Linked DNA regions of Gossypium hirsutum: region 2 is linked to region 1. The links are chromatin contacts, called in public Hi-C maps. All regions are on one chromosome and are shown on one strand. Each heading gives the region's core, a stretch centred on a gene start, on an enhancer-like site or on the middle of the called end of the contact. The rest is flanking DNA. Distances are from core to core; before and after follow the strand shown. Region 1 holds the start of LOC107940977 (vesicle-associated protein 2-1). Region 2 holds the start of LOC107933726 (GTP-binding protein YPTM2).

Evidence for each region. Hi-C and Micro-C count contacts between places; a contact is called where the count stands out from the background.
Region 2: a contact with region 1 is called in a Hi-C map of leaf, with 2.4 times the contacts expected there. The contact joins the promoter of LOC107933726 here to the promoter of LOC107940977 in region 1. A contact is called at or near these places in 4 of 34 Hi-C or Micro-C datasets (callus, leaf and petal).

What each region holds. Positions count from the first base shown.
Region 1 is chrA03:1,284,773-1,288,612 of Gossypium_hirsutum_v2.1, reverse strand. It overlaps LOC107940977 (vesicle-associated protein 2-1), which reads left to right and starts at 1,781. Exons shown (of 7, transcript XM_016874455.2): 1 at 1,781-2,235; 2 at 3,337-3,407; 3 at 3,496-3,577; 4 at 3,663-3,778. The coding sequence starts at 2,172.
Region 2 is chrA03:1,439,808-1,443,507 of Gossypium_hirsutum_v2.1, reverse strand. It overlaps LOC107933726 (GTP-binding protein YPTM2), which reads right to left and starts at 1,270. Exons shown (of 8, transcript XM_016866004.2): 1 at 1,122-1,270. The coding sequence starts at 1,135.

The DNA of each region.
Region 1 (3,840 bases), core at 532-3,031:
CGAGGATCCAATTTACATGATTTAAATCGATCCAATCTTCAATTATTTGTTATTTTAATAGACCGATTTTTATAAATGAGTCAACACACGTTCACTTAATCAACTAAATCATATCTTTTTGATCAACACTAAATATAATAAGTTATAGATCCCGAACAATTACAGGTACAATTGTAACTATTACCATAACACCTCCAACAAAACAAAATTAAATATAAGGAGGTAGCCATAATATGACCTTTCCTTTGAAGCTTTCCCATTTCTTGTTCTTTAAGTACCTTAGGCTGGCCAAAGTTAAAAAATAATCCATCTGAGGAACTTGAACCAAGTACAAAGAAACAAGGTCTTCTTAAAGACATGTTTCTGTCCCTTAAAAGTTTATGTCCATTTTATGTGAAAGTTCAAAAACATAATTTTTAAATTCGAATTCTATGAATAGAAAATACAGTATTAAAAAAATTTTGTTTTCGTTTAAAAATTCAATTTGATTTAACTTCAAATTTAATCGAATTTTATTGTAATTATCGGATATAAGATAGTGATTAATTAAAAAAACTTTAAAAGGTTTTTTTTTTCTTAAGCTAAGATGGGGGATCTTTCAATTGTTAAAGCTTAAAAAGATCCCCTAAAGATTTCTTCAACAAGAAAGTGGAAAAATGCTGCTTTAAGCCCCCATATGATTGTTAGCACAAGCAACCAATGGTGGCAATTGAATTCTTAAAAGCTAATATTCAATTATTATTGTTATTATTATATTAAAATCCCAAGCTTTAGCCTTCTAATATGTTTGGTAAAATTATTATGGACACCCTTTATTAAGAATTAGATTATATTTTACTTCCTTCATTTAAAAAATGAGTAATCTAACTAGATGAAAGAATAAACTAGTCCTTTCTATTAAGAATTACATCCATTTCTATTGTTTAAAACAAGCATAACTAGTAGAATAATCAAACAATTATACATGGGGTACCACGTGTACCTCGTGCTAACGTATAGGGACCAGTTTTTAACAGTGAAAATGATAGAAGAATTAGTTTAATTTTTTATCTAAATTATTAGGTGGGTGGTAGGAGTGTTATAATGATGTTACGCCATGTCCCCATTTTTATCATGCCTCATGGAGTCATAATTGAGGGATAATTAATTTTTTTAATACAAAATAAGTTTTATTTTACTTTATTTTATTTAAAAAAAAAGTCATTTGTACTTTTGCTATTTCATGAATTCATGTTGATATTACCAATCTATCATAGTTTTCATCGATTGTAATGAGCTAATGATTTGTTTATATTAAAACAATATATTAATGAACAATTATGTTTAAAAAAATTGTTTTATTTTTAATTTTAAAAAATGATAAATGTCAATTTATGATTTTCATCCTTGTTAGTCCAAATAATTAACACCATCTATTATTTTAGTTAAATATTGACATGGATATTTTAGAAAAAAATCCATTCCAATAGGGGTGAATCTAGAATTTTGGATTAGAAAGGGTGGAATAAAATAAAAAGAATATTGGGAAAAAGTTAATTATAATTTTTTTGAAGGACTAAAATGAAAATTAACCTTTTGAATAATAAGGATGGCAGAGCCCACGGCTGCCCCCGTTGGATTTTCCTATGCCTTCCAATAGTGTTTTCTTTTTTCTACATTAAAGTGGAAGGTAAGAGGTTTCTTTTTAATTAGTGCCACGTCAATGGGTCCCACTCACAGGCTGTTACACAAGAACCAGGCTCCACACCACATTAAATAAACACGTGTCGACATTTTATTTACTCATATCATCCCCCGGGCAACAACAGACGGTGCACAGTCTCTCCAAACTACCTTCCACCATTTTCATTTTTATTCTCTTCATTAACTCTTGTTCGGAGAAACCTCCGACTTTGGCGGCGATTCAGGCCGACCCAGTTTCCGTTTCCTCCACTTGGTGGTTCCTCATTCGTCCTACTTTGGGTGATTGATATTAACCAAATTGGCAAATTATTTCTCTCTCAAATTTTTTTTTTAAAAGTAGAAACTGTGTTGAAGAGTTGGTTTTTTAAAGGGTTTTCAGGGTTCTGTTTGTTGAATTTTTTTTGTTTTGGGTTTTTGTTTGTGGGTTGTTTTGATTGAAAATTTTCCTAAAAGGGTAAAAGATCTAGTGTTGGTGGTGGGATCCAGTCATGACTGCTGGTGGTGATGTTAATCAGTTGATCTCTATTCAACCCAATGATCTCAAGTTCATTAGTAAGTCCCACTTTATCTATGTTTAAACTTGCATACATGCGTACATGATGTATGTATCTATGTGTCTATGTAAACATGCATGGGAAAGTTCAAAGTTCCATGATTCAGTTCTATTGTTATATGATGAACTAGGGGAAGGGAAAAAAATATAGGTGTAAAGGATTGGTTGTGGTGTTGAATTTCAGGTTCTGATTGGAGGAAGCAATGGAAATGTATGTATGCATGTATGTATGTATGTATGTATGTATGTATGTATGTGAAAGTTCATGATTCAATGCTATGGTTATGTGATGAATTAGGGGAAGGAAAAAAAATATGGGTGCAAAAGATTGGTTTGTGTTGAATTTCAGGTTTTGATTGGGAAGGAAACAATGGAGATGTATGTATGTATATATGTATGTATGTATGTATGGTTCATTGATTAAATGCTATGATTATGTGATGAACTCCGGGAGGGAAAAAGGTAAAAGTACCATAAGGCTATTTTACTAGGAGTTGAATTGCATTTTGCTTCTTAAACAATGGGCAAATTAATCTATGAATATTAAATCAAAAAATAAACTCGTCGTTCTGTTAAAAAATTCATCAATTTTACTCTTAAAAGTTAGTGTCACACCAAGTGTCACTATCTAGTTATTTTGTTAGCCACATCAGTTTTTAACAATACAAATGGATGAAATTTTAACAGAAAGAACCAAATTACTCCCTAATTTAACATATAGGATCTAATTGCCCATTTGTTAAGTAGAATAGGTAAAATGTAATTTGATTCTTAGTACGGGTCCATGATGGTTTTATGAGAAAAAATGGTTTCAAAGGTTGAATTTGACTTTGTTTATTGCTTTTGCTTATGATTTGGATTATTTACTTCATTAGGGTCCCTTGATCTGTTATTGGCAATCATTGGTAATGTTTTATGTATGCTAACTTGAATAATAAGTAAACTGTTGAGAGCTGGACCCTCAAAAAGGTCCAGTATTGTTCCCGAATCCCGATCAAGAGCCTTAATGGATTCATAGAGTAAAAATGCCTCGACTGCCTAAACAGGCAAATGTAAGGTTAACATGTCGTGACTTTTGTTCATGTGATTCATGTTTTCAGTTGAGCTCGACAAACAGAATTTTTGTGATCTTCAAGTTACCAACAACACAGAACATCACGTGGCGTTTAAGGTACATACCCGATTCCGTCGTTGTTGCATGTGTATGTTTATTCTCTCTCTTTTATTTTAATGAGTTCCCAACTTGTTATCAATGTTAGGTTAAAACGACTTCGCCTAAGAAGTACTTTGTTCGACCGAACACCGGTATCGTATTGCCTCATGACTCGTGTGTTATTAGAGGTATTTTTCTTTTGATCCCAAAAACCGTCTTGTTCTTTTTTCGACTCTGTTGGTGTAGGATACTGATTTCATTGACATATATCAGTCACTCTCCAACCAAGACGGGAGTATCCTCACGATATGCAATGCAAGGACAAATTTTTGCTACAAAGTACTATCGTGCCTAGAAACACCAACATGGATGATCTACCGGCAGATACTGTAAGAACTCGTGTGTTTTCATTTACGAAGTTGTTTTAAAACGAATCTGGTTTTTTGGAATG
Region 2 (3,700 bases), core at 21-2,520, 160 kb before region 1:
TATCAACATCAATTGTACTTAATTGTGATTGATGTAATAACAAATTCAACTCTCAAAATTTACATATTCTATCAATTTGGTTCTGATTTAACAATTTTATCCCTCAACATTGCAACATTTGTGTAAATGTTGAGGCTGAATTTGTTAAACTTTTTAGAATTAAGACCAAATGACAAAATATATAAACACTAAAGGCTAAATTTGTTATTATGTCAATCAAAACTATGTAAATTAATAGAAGACATTAACGCCAGGATTAATGGTTATTAGTTGCTCACTTTTGAAATTGATAGAATTAAATTGCTTTAATTTTTTTATTGAAAATGACCAATTACTCAATTTTAAACTTGAGAAGAACTAGAGAAATTTTTTTACTGGAGTTTATTTGTAGAACAACGAATTGACGAAGTTCACAATTTATTTATTTAGAATTAAACATAGAAACTATATATAAGTTCCAAAAAATATTTCACTTCTAATAAATCACATTTTGTTTTTACTAAATTGAATTGGATCGTTCTTCATTTTATAGAACTAGCGAATTAAGTTCTATAGAATTACCCTAACAATTTCATTATAGATTTTGAGCATATCTGTTTTTTTTTACATAAAATATCTAGAACTACCCATAGCCCTTCCCAACCCATAAATAAGAGGATAATACATTTTAGCACACTCGAACCTACTTTCTTTTACATTAACAATAATGCCCATACTAATTGAACTAAGACTTAATCGGTACAAGTTTTCATTTCTTGTACCGGACTGTATTAACATTGAATTATAATTTTTTTTGGCAGCAACGATTTCCGTCCTTGAAGCCTAGATTTCTTGGAAATATGTTAAAATTACTACCTCGCTTGAGAATTCACAAACATTATTATTTCTAAGCTAAATTTAGTGCTAAAAATAAAATTTTACATAAACAGATCGGAAACAAAAATGCAATCGTATCTGATTCACATAGCCAATCGACAATCAAATTTTCTTAGGCAAAAATTTTGAAAAAAGGTAAATTCTACAGAAAAAATAGTTAAAAATGACTGATTTAACGTAAATCCAAGATAATTAACGATTTCTTTCTAAGATTTGAAAAAAATAAAATAAAAATCGGAGCTTACTATTTGGGAGTCATGTTGGCGACGAGTTAGAATATACTGAGTCACGAGTTAGAATTTCCGATCGTCGCCGGAGCAAGAGAAAATTGAAACCAAAAAAAAAGAAGAAAGAAAGATCAATGGGGGAATATTTGTTGTTTATAAATAAAGAAATAAAATCAGATTTTTTTTAAATTTTAAATTTTAATTAATGATTTATTAATTTGAGAATGTTGTTGGAATCGGATTAATCAGATTGAGAATCCACTAGTATATTGATTCGGGTAAAATAATGAATAATGTTTGGAGTGAATTGCTCGAAACTGATAAAAAATAAAAAAATTAGGAAAAAAAATCAGTGATTCAAGTTATAAATTTTTTAAAATTTTAACTATTTTGTTAATTTGTATGAAATTTTTTATTGTTTATTTCATTATTGTTTTATTCGCTGTTAAACTTAGAATTAGTAGTATAATTAGTTCATCTTCCAATCCAATTTTTGAAATATTGTTTGAGGAATTGTTATTGGAATTATACCGCACCTCTCGGTTGGATTGATTGGATGAAAAATTGATCGATTTATTGGTCCAAACAAATGAATTGAACCATATTTAAGTGAACTACTCAAAATTAAAATTCGATGATTGAATCGATTTATAATTTTATAATTGTTTATTTAATATTTTTTAAGGAAATTAGAGAGAGTGTGATGTAGCAACGAGACCAACAAAAGGTTACCACGTGTATTATACTTATGTTATATTAATGGGTTAATTTTATCAAACATCCTCAAACTATTGCATAGATTTTAAATTGGTTTATAAACTTAAAATGCTCTAACTAAATCTTTAAAATATCAATATTGTACCAATTATGTCCTTTTGTCAATCTAACCATCAATTTTGGCATTAAATGTTAGTTTGGATCTAACGTGGAATATATTTCAAATATTTGGAGCAAATTATAAATACACATACATGTATCTTAGATCTAATATGTTAGATACAAATTGTTTATATTATAGATACATGTGTTTATAATTTGGTTTAATTATTTTAAATGTGCTCAAGTTCATATTTGAGCCAGCATTTAACACCCAAACTAATGGCTAGACTGAAGAAACGATCTAATTGATACTGTACTAGAAATTCAAGGGTTCAATTAGAATGTTTTGAAATTTTGGATCAATTTATAATCTGAGTCATAGTTTAAGGATTTACACTGAATTTAACCCATATTTTTCTCCGAAATTAAGATATAAATTATTTTTGTTCATATCTTTTTCGAATCTCCCAACTCTCTGTTTGTCTGAAAAAGAAAAGAATCCAAAAGATGCTTCGATCCTCATGCAGTAACCGAGTCTCGAGCGAGTTCTTCTTGGACTCACCTGATTCCCAATCACTGAGTTCGAATCAACATGGTTCAGAGACGGTTCTCTTGGACAAACAACTACTTCCGGTATATAACCCACTTTCACGCGCCGCCGAGAAAGAAAGGTCCCACCTTAGATCTGCTGAGAACGCCGTCCACATCATCCCTTTCGTTCTCGTTTTTTGCGGTTTCATCCTTTGGGTATTCTCCAGCATAGGTTTCAAACACCATCCCTTCTTTTTCATATATTATCTGCTTTTTCTTCGATTGATTGTGAGAAGTTAGTTCAATGTGCTATTTATGATTGTCTACGATCTAGGTTTTTGAAAAATTGGTTCTAAGTTAGTGAAATAAACAACTTGCGTTTATTTGGTTGAGATGTTAAGAGTATGGAATTGGTGTGATTTGATTATTAGCCATATCTGTATGTTCTATTGATCTGCCAAGGCATAAGAACTGGTTAGCTTTTTTTTTAAATTTAGATGCATGAATTCTGATAAGATTTACTGATTTTCAGTCGCAGATATTAGGTAGATTAAGCTTAGACTGTTTTGCTCGTGTCCGACACTCATGTCCAACATATGGTTATGGGGATATGAGCTTTAAAGATCCTTCAAATGTGAAGAAAATCTTAGAAAAGTCTATATAAACCGTTCTCTGTTACAGATCATATCTGACACTCACACTTGAGTCTGAGTAACATAGAAAATCTTAGAAAAGTCTTAACTATACTGGTCCCGGTTGCAGACCGTATTCGACACTCACACCTGAGTCCAAGTAACATAGTGGTTAAAAATCAAATTTAGACTATAGAGTCTTGTGTTTGATTCAGTGTTGCTTTAAAGCCTAAGATGATCAAATTCTTTGCAGAATCAAGGGTTTGAAGATTGATATCAAAATCAAGAGTACTTTTTGTGCATGGGGCAACTTGATTCAAAAATTGAAGCTGTTAAGAGCTTCATTCTACAAACCGAGTGGCATATACATAACCTGTGAGGTTGTCAAAGAATGGAATGTAGCTCGGGTTCTTTTCAAATGGATAATTCATTTGCTACTGAAAAAACATTTTTTGTTTTTGTACAATGCAGATGATTTCATGCACTTTTCAATGTCAAATGGATAAAAGATGAAAGTTAATGTATTTTCAATTGATGAGAAACATCAATTTGTTCATTCTTGCTATTTATGGTCATTGGTTTAATATTAACTTCAACAAATTCCCAGCAAGTTTT